Linked DNA regions of Mus musculus: all the other regions are linked to region 1. A link is a contact called in public HiChIP or PLAC-seq and promoter capture Hi-C data. All regions are on one chromosome and are shown on one strand. The core of a region is the stretch at or near the end of the contact, and the rest is flanking DNA. Distances in the headings are between cores, read along the strand shown. Region 1 overlaps Pde4d (phosphodiesterase 4D, cAMP specific). Region 2 has its middle 19 kb from the start of Depdc1b. Region 3 has its middle 43 kb from the start of Gm32881.

Evidence for each region. Promoter capture Hi-C pulls out the DNA fragments that hold promoters and counts their contacts. HiChIP or PLAC-seq counts read pairs in DNA pulled down with a chosen protein or histone mark.
Region 2: an H3K4me3 HiChIP or PLAC-seq map of bone marrow-derived macrophages shows a contact between it and region 1, with 4 times the contacts expected there. The contact joins two enhancer-like sites. A contact is called at or near these places in 4 of 115 datasets of contacts at active chromatin or transcription factors (bone marrow-derived macrophages, embryonic fibroblasts, large pre-B cells and 1 more) and 1 of 9 other capture datasets (embryonic stem cells).
Region 3: a contact with region 1 is called in a promoter capture Hi-C map of embryonic stem cells, with 3 times the contacts expected there. The contact joins two enhancer-like sites. A contact is called at or near these places in 1 of 39 promoter capture datasets (embryonic stem cells), 4 of 484 Hi-C or Micro-C datasets (CD4 T cells, the HPC-7 cell line, embryonic stem cells and 1 more), 1 of 115 datasets of contacts at active chromatin or transcription factors (embryonic stem cells) and 1 of 9 other capture datasets (embryonic stem cells).

The regions. Positions count from the first base shown.
Region 1 is chr13:109,238,032-109,240,864 of GRCm38.p6, forward strand. All of the region lies in intron 3 of Pde4d (phosphodiesterase 4D, cAMP specific), which reads left to right. Among named protein-coding and RNA genes, the nearest start is that of Mir582, 85 kb to the right of the region's middle. Within about 2 kb of position 1,445, at least 107 of the 459 cell types and tissues checked have an H3K27ac peak or open chromatin away from gene starts, as enhancers often do. A contact at or near this core is called in bone marrow-derived macrophages, where this site is marked.
Region 2 is chr13:108,296,105-108,298,937 of GRCm38.p6, forward strand. No RefSeq gene overlaps it. Among named protein-coding and RNA genes, the nearest start is that of Depdc1b, 19 kb to the right of the region's middle. Within about 2 kb of position 1,342, at least 227 of the 459 cell types and tissues checked have an H3K27ac peak or open chromatin away from gene starts, as enhancers often do. A contact at or near this core is called in bone marrow-derived macrophages, where this site is marked.
Region 3 is chr13:110,047,589-110,050,421 of GRCm38.p6, forward strand. No RefSeq gene overlaps it. Among named protein-coding and RNA genes, the nearest start is that of Gm32881, 43 kb to the left of the region's middle. Within about 2 kb of position 1,368, at least 23 of the 459 cell types and tissues checked have an H3K27ac peak or open chromatin away from gene starts, as enhancers often do.

The DNA.
Region 1 (2,833 bases), core at 195-2,694:
CGATACAGTGTCTGAATTCTGCTGCACAGGATCCTGAGGTTAAAGGAAGTGTTCAATGCCATCTGCTGAGAGGAGCCAGAATTCCCCCTACAGGTTCTCTAAGGTGGCTTTGTGCTGCTCTGAACACTGTGAACTCCCCTCCCACTATCACAGTCACTGCTTTTTAGCCTTTGGCTAAGATCAAGTAGAATGTTTCTTCTTGTGGCTTTTAATAATTGATGTGTTCTCCATCCAAGGACAACGTATTTAGACTGTGTGTGCATTACAAAGAACTGAGCTCCACTTAATGGAGAATTTTAAAATAAGAGGTGTGCTTGAATTCTCTTGGATCCCATTCTTCTTTTGACATTGTTTCCTCCAACGTGCCACAGTGGATCATGCTTTGATAAACAGGATGAAGGGCCCCAGGTCTGAGGCTGCATTCCAGAAGTATTTCTTCCACAGAGCTGGGGAGCATTTTCCTCTGCACAGAGTATTGGTAACACGTATGTGTTTTCCCCCAACCCCACCCCATACTCATTCGGGGTTAGCTTTGAAGAATTGTGATGGCATCCAATGAAAATAAAGTGAACAGAAGAAATGGCAGATTATACCTGTCCAGGGTTAACGTGAAGGATAGTCTTTCGTGATATAAGATGGATTTCCTTATCAGCTACCATGAATTTTATATTAGGCTCAGTTAAAAGACAAACAGAAAGACAGAGGACAGGAGAAGGCAGAGGGCAAAAGGTTAAAAAAAAAAAAAAGATAAGGACAAAGAGAGGAAGAGGAAAGAGAAAAAGCAACGTCAATGGCTCCGTAGGTCCTGAGGTGAGTGAGCTGCTTGCAGCTCAACAGCTTTGGTCAGCATCCTGTTATTGTCTTTGGGCATCAGAATACACTTCACCACCCTTTGAAATTTCCATACACACTACAATGATTTTGCTGTAATCTTTCTTTCCTGGGAAACGGCTTATTCGTTTTTTTTTTTTTTTTTTTTTTCTTTTTTTTCTTTTCAACCCTTGAGGTCATTTTCTTGTTTCAGGTTTTATTTTTACAAAGTCCTGAAGACTTTGCAATGGGTAAAATTGTGAATTTAGTCTTCAGCATCTCCATGACAAATTTAACTCTGGGCCAATCACTAAGAGGGGGTGGGGGTGGGGGTGGGGGTGGGGGAAGTGGCTTCTTCCTCCCCAGGCTAAAATGTGACATTTCTAAATATGCCCATCATTACTTCGTTTTTTGAGTATTTGAAAATGCATGATTATAAGTCTTAGTTCTCAGGGCTTTATGTCAAACCTACTTACTGTCCCTTGTAGCTGCCGTGTCTTTGTTTTTGACGAGCATTGAGATACTCTGTGCTCTTCAGTTCTTTTTAAACTGCCTGGGGCTTCAAGCGCCTCTGTCACTGGTGTGGAGTAGAGCCCACAGGAACGATGTCACTTCCTCTCCCTTCCCCCTCCCTACTCCCACCAAAGAGCACTTCCTGCCGCTTCATTTCAACTGGCTGTGCTGCGGGATGCCATGTTAGCTCAGGGCACTCAATTTTTTTTTTTTTTTTTTTTTTTTTAATGAGAGCGGCAGTTCTGGATACACAGAGCTCAGAGCGCCGGAACTGATTCTTTGTGAAGCCGAACCCGGATCTAACTCTATTCCTAGAAGAGCACCAGTTCCCTCCTTACAGAGGAGGCCACTAAATAGAAAACTTCCACAGACACAAGGCTAATGGAATTAAGTTAAGGACTCATTTTCGTCTTAGAAAAATAACACATATAGAGGGGCATGATTTTTCGCTCACATTGAAAATGAGTTTTCACTTGTATAAAAGCGAAAATATAATGACTCATTAAGTACACTGTATGGCTGCAGGGAAACCAATAAAAGTGCAATAATTCCAAGTCATATTAATTATCATCCAGAAGAAGCCAGAACACCTTGAGTCTTAGCACAACAAGAAACACAGACTGTACACAGCATATCACGCATACGGTAGAGTACAGAGTTCACGCTGACTCCGTGATTCAAGAGCTTCTTCCTCGGAACACAGAATGGCCCAACGTGTACACCTGCCCAGGCAGCTTGATCTACTGGGCTGTGGCTCAGGCGGACACCAGGCTTCACGAGGCTGCTCGCTTGCCTCTCAGTGCTGGCCGCCGTTGGTTCTTCCTTCTGAGCACAGGATTTCTGCTCATTTTTATTCTGGAAACAATTGTCACTGTGTGAGACAATTTGTCATTCCCAACCCTGGGACAGTCTTCCTTGAATGAGGATTCTCAGTTTGCTATTCTTTCTCCCACCAACACCTCTGTTCCCATCGAGAAAACTGTTATCTGTTCAGGCAAATCCTGATTTCGGAGCACACTGACTCTCTGCCAATAGGATTTTTGGTTAGAAGTTATATACACACATATATATGTATGTGTATGTGTATGTGTATGTGTATGTGTATGTATATGTATATGATATAATACACATATATTAGTATATGTATATTGCATATATATACACATATTTATGTTGTATTTTAGATTTCATCTTTTTTAATTTTCTCTTTATAAAACTCACCTTATTACCTGTAATAAATTTCTAATAAATAAACTTTCTAACCCCTCCTCCCCTTTACCTTGCCTTTATCTCTAGCCCTAAGCACCAAAGGGTACAACCTCTACTCTCCAGTTGCTTTCCCCCACACCACTGGAGCAGTTCCCATCGCCGTCCATCTAACTTTTTCCGGGACCTCCTAAAGATAGCTCAACGTTCCCAGTTCAGGTTTGAGGGCCTTATGCTCTCCCACCAGACCCAAGCCAGACTCCCCAAGGCTTAGGAGGCCATGGCGCTACTCAGACACTACCAT
Region 2 (2,833 bases), core at 92-2,591, 940 kb before region 1:
GTTGAGATAAAGTCTTGTTATGTTGACCAGGTTGGTCTTGAACTCTTGGGCTCAAGTCATTCTCCTGTCTCTCTGGAGTAGTGTGTACAGCTTTGTATGTACTTTTATTGTTGTTGTTGTCATCGAAACAATGTTTCATGCAACCTATACTGTCATCGAAACAATGTTTCATGCAACCTATACTGGCCTCAAATTCACTACATACAGGAGAGAATGAACTTGAGAGACTGTGGGGGCATGCCTAAGCACACTGGCTATTTATTCATTTAGACAGAGCCTCACTATGTTGTCCTGGGTAGCTCCAAATTGTAAACCTCCCTGTCTCAGTCTCGCACGTGCTGGGACTATTGATCACGTATACCTGGCTCTATATCTGCTTAAAATAACTTTTTATTGATTCTGCATAATTTCACATCATGCACCCCAATTCCACTCATCTTCCTGCCCCTTCGCATCTGCCTTCCACCACTTCAGCTTCCCTCAAAAGAAAACAAAAAATAAAAATAAAAACCATCTCGCCATGGAAGCTACAGTGTGTCCCACAGTGTACCCTTTCGTCCACACATTTTTACTTGCAAAGGTTCACTGCAGTGAGTCATTGGTCTGGTTCAAGGCCTCTGGCTTGTGCTATCCTCTCAATATTGGATCTTCATGGGGACTCCTCTAGGATATCCTGTTGTTATCCTGTGTCATGGTGATCCTAAAGCTTTGGTTCTATTGAATCAGCCTTTTGAGCATGCTCCAACAGTTCATAGATGAAGAAGATGTTGGGGTGGGACAACTCAGAGCCTTGGATCTGGGCCTGGGTAGAAGTTGCCAGCCAGCAATCCTGGGCCTGGGTTCCAGGGGCCAGCGCTCGATCCTGCTTTGCCCAGATGAGGAGTGGGGCCAGCTCCTGAATCCCACATTCAATCCTGCCTTTAATCCCACATTTCAGGAGGCAGAAGCAAGTGGATCTCTGAGTTCGAGGCTAGCCTGGTCTACAGAGCAAGTTCCAGGACCGGCTGGGCTACCCAGAGAAACTGTCTTGAAAAAAAACAAAAACAAAAACAAAAACAAAAAAAACAACCAAACAACCAATAAAGAAACAAACAAAAACGGTTTTAAGCAATACTCAGCATTATCTTCCTTAAAAAACAAAAAACTGTCTTTCAGCTAGCTATCAAGGCTAAAATTCCCCATCCCTCCCTCACCAGCGCTTGCACCATCTCCCCGAAGCTCTCGATCTTTCCCCACTTAGAGCTGCTCCTTATTTCAGACTCTTTCCAGGGCTGTATCTTACAGGGCAAAAGGACTTCCGGACGAGGGAGAGTGATACCAAGCCTGTGCAGAGAAGTTGTCCTCCTCTCTCCCATCCCTCCTCCCCTCCAAAGAGTCAAATGCTTCTCCGCATTTCCTCTCCCTCCCCCATGCATCTCCGCTCCACTTAGGAAGCTTTTGATGTTTGCAGACTCCGGTATGTTTGTGTTCCCAAACTCACAGGGTCAAACTCAACCTCATCGTGGCATTTCCCTAGAAGGCATAAAAAGGGGGGATGCGGAGGGGGGCGGGTTAGGATAGAGCGCTTAGGTTAGAGTTTAGTTAGACTCCTTAATGCTTGTAGAAATCTTTAGGAAGCCACAGAAAGGGTGTGTGCTTGTTCAGTGGCAGGAAGTGACAGTGATGTTTCACAGGCCCCGCCCTAGAATGTATTTGCCAGCATCCTGTGCTGCCAGCAGAGCCTTCTGTCTGGAGAGCTAGCATTCCTCCTTGCTCCAGCCAGTATGCTCCATTAGCCAATTTAATGGTAAAACACAAACTTAATTATGCATCTCTGTGTAAGCCCTGTAATGGCTTTCGGCTTTGCTGGGGTAGGAGTGGGGGAGGGCTGCCCTCAAGACCCCACAGAGACAGCATCTGCCCAGCTTCACAGTCATGGTTATTGTCCGGTTTGATCTCTGGATTCTCAGCTGTTGTAAGTTTCTCTCTGTGCCTCTGTATGGCCCTGGTCACCAGACTACCTCTCCATATCACCCTCTCAGGCTGCCCCACCCCCCACCCCCAGTGCCACAAACCCCATCCCTTGGCCTGAGAAATCCCTACCAATATTTTAGATTATTTTATCTCAGTTCAAATTCTTAAGGATGCTATGTCCCTACTACTTAGAACCAATTCCTGATATGTTCCCAGAAAGTCAAAGAGCCTACTTTTCAGAGCTTCTACGCCATATTGATTTAAATATATATAATCACCCAACTCACGTTTATCTCCCCCATCAAGATAAGCAGTCTAAAGAGAAAGTCTGTGTGTCCTGCTGAACATCCGACCCACCCACCCCCTCGTGCACGGGCTCTGTGGCTAGCCCCAGGCACATGTGAGTGTGCTGGTGACATTCAGTGGCAAGGGCACAGAACAATCCTCTGAGGTGTGTTAAGCTCTGTAGGCTCCCCACCCTGACCACTGGAAGGGGGGGGGGCTGTTTCTTGCCTATTTCATAATTTTTGAGACCTTTTTTTTTTTTTTTTTACTTTTAAGTTAAGAAGAGATCTTGTTGGGTTTGGTCATCTAGGCCCCCTAATTCCATCACTGAAGTTTAAGAACAGCTTCAGTTAACCTCACACCAAATATGGATGTTTAGGCTGGGCCAGGTAGCACAAACTCACTCCTACAATTCCTAGCATTCAGGAGGCTAATACAGGAGGTTGTGAATTTGGGGCAGCCTGAGTTACAGAAAAAAAAACCAAAAAAAACCAAAAAAACAAACATTGCTTAGCGAAATAAACCCAAACCATGGATCTTGAATGCATAGTGCTCAAGTGCTCTACCACTGAGCTAGATAGCCCTGGAACTGTTT
Region 3 (2,833 bases), core at 118-2,617, 810 kb after region 1:
TCATTAGAGAAATGCAAATGTTTTTTTACAGAGCATCAGTGATCTTGGGAGAGTATTATACATGGAAGTGTGGTGAAGAAATATGGAAAGATGCCCCAAGAAACCAGAGAGAAGAGGAGAAATATTCTAAATATCTTCTTCATATTTTATTCAGCTTTTTCATATACAAAGATCTTAAGGGTATTTTAATTGAAACTGTGTCAGTTCTGTGATTTGAATCCTTGGCACCCAAATCTAAGGCGTATTTTTAAAAGGCATCCCTCCATCCTCTAAAATATTCATTCATTCATTCATTCATTCATTCATGCATGCATGCATGCATGCATGCATATATTCATTCATTCATTCATCCATTCATGCATGCATGCATGCATATATTCATTCATTCATGCATGCATGCATGCATGCATATATTCATTCATTCATGCATGCATGCATGCATGCATTCATTCATTCATTCATTCAATGGTGTATGTGAGAGAGAGAGAGAGAAGAGAGAGAGAAAGAGACAGAGAGAAAGGGAAGGAGGGGAGAGGCAGAGAAAGAGGAAGAGGGGGAGGGAGGGAGGGAGGGAAGGAAGGAGGGAGGGAGGGAGGGAGGGAGGGAGAGAGAGAATGAATGTAGGATGTAAGTTACTTCAGAGGACAATGCTCAGGAATTGTTTTTTTCCTGATACCTTATGGGGTCTAGTGATGGGACTTAGGTCATCATACCTGTACATAAATGCCTCTACCAATATCCTTTGAAAGACCTATCTTTGACTTCTTACACATCTCTCATATCTTTATCACAATGAAATATCTACTCCCAGGGTCTGCAGAGATGTTGACTTAGTGGTTAATATCATTGGTGGTCCTTTCAGGGGAATCTGCATTTAGTTCCCAGCACTCACATGGTTGGCTACAACTGTCTGTAACTCTGGTTCCGGGGGATCTGACACTCTTACACACACACACACACACACACACACACACACACACACACACACACAAATGCACATCAAATAAAAATAAATAAATCATAAAAAAGAATAGAAATACCTTCTCCCTTCTTCTCACCTCCCATGGCAAAACCCACTTTTCCATTTAGCTTGTATCTTTTGTGAATGCCACATTTTTCTTGTCATGGCTATATCAATTGTATTAGTCTCTATAATTTCCACCACTAACATCATTCTCCCCTCCAAAGTTTTCTTTTCACTGTCCTCTTAATTTTGGCTTGTTTCATTAGGTGACTCTTGTCGTTTGACTTTCTGTTCTATATATAGAGGCAAGGGCAAAGAGACACTGAAGGATATGCTAATGATGCTTGCTCTATAGTGCTTGAAAGGCCATGGGGACCGCATCACACCTGGTGGAGTCCAGGGAGGTGGGGTGTGGGGCATAAAGGAACAGCTGCCAACTCTTCAGAAACATGGGCCAGCCTGCCTCCTTCTCTAAACAGACTTGTGATTGGCCAGCCATCAGTAGCCTCAGGTTTTCAGTTTGCCCTTCATCTGACTGATGAAGTTACTTCCTGACTTCTAGTGAGTTAGCTATATATAGCATCACTGTGGAGATGAGCTATTTCTTGTCTGGGTTGGATTGTAAATTATTTTAAAAAAAACTGTAATTTTAATATCTAGAGTATAAACCTCAAAAAGGGAAGTGGTAGTTTTACTGTTAATAGTTGTTAAAGTGTCTGTGCCAAATGCATGGGTGAAAGAAGGAGGAGAGACAAAGAAACCCAAATCAATTAGATTGAAATAGTTGCATAGAAATCGTTTGGTATGCATCGAGGAAGTAGAGGAGACAGGAAGAGGAACGGAAGGGTAAGGCTTAAATGGAAAAGATCACTGTTTTTATCTTTCTTTAATCCTTTTATTGACATTTTCTTTAGCATATAATGAAATATAAGACTTTCACTTGACAATAAAGCTCTTGTCTTATTTTCATTCAATCTGCCTCTCCTATATTTTTGTTTCAGACCACCTGAAAAACAAAACGGAACAAAACAAAAACCAACCAAACAAATAAACAGAAACCAGTATGCTCATTTGCTTACCGTCACCATGACAAAGTGGCAGAGAAAAACAAACTTTAAAGATCTGTTCTGGCTCCCAGTTTCTACACTTTGGACCACGGTTGCTTGGCACGATAGCTTTGGGTCTGAAACAGTGGAGCCTGTGGCAAAGGAAAGCAGCCCACCTCACACACAGGGAAGCAGAGACTGAGGAGAGGCTGGGATCCCCAAAACCTCTTCAAGGCCAAAATCAATTACGTGACCCACCAGCCCTAACTCTACTCCATCTTAACAGACTGGTCAGCTAGGACCAGGGTTTTGCTGTGTAGATTTCTTGGGGCCACTTAATATCCATTTCAAGTAGTACAGTGGATCTCTCAACCAATCTACTTTCCCATCTTATGCAGCCTGTCTCCCCTACCTACCTTACGTTAAAACTACCTTGTCAAGTTGATTGGCTTTGTCTTTTTGTTAAAAACAGCCCTTTGGTGCATAGCACGGGATAGTATGGGACTTACTATGTGGACCAACCTGTGGACCAACTCTCTGTCTTGAACGCACAGAGATCGACATGGCTCTGCCTCCAGAGTGCTGAGATTTAAGGTGTGCACCACCATGCCTACCTGATTTTGTTCTCACTTTTTATTAAATGAAAATGTAGATCACTCCCTTTACAAAGCTTTTCCCTCTCATGTTTATTTTTTCATTTTTGTATATTGTGTGTATGTGGGGGGTGGTGGGGCATGGAGCACATGCTATATCATGCAAATGAAAGTCAGAGGACAGCAGTGGCAGTTGATTCTCTCCTTCTCATAGATTACAGGGGTTGAAC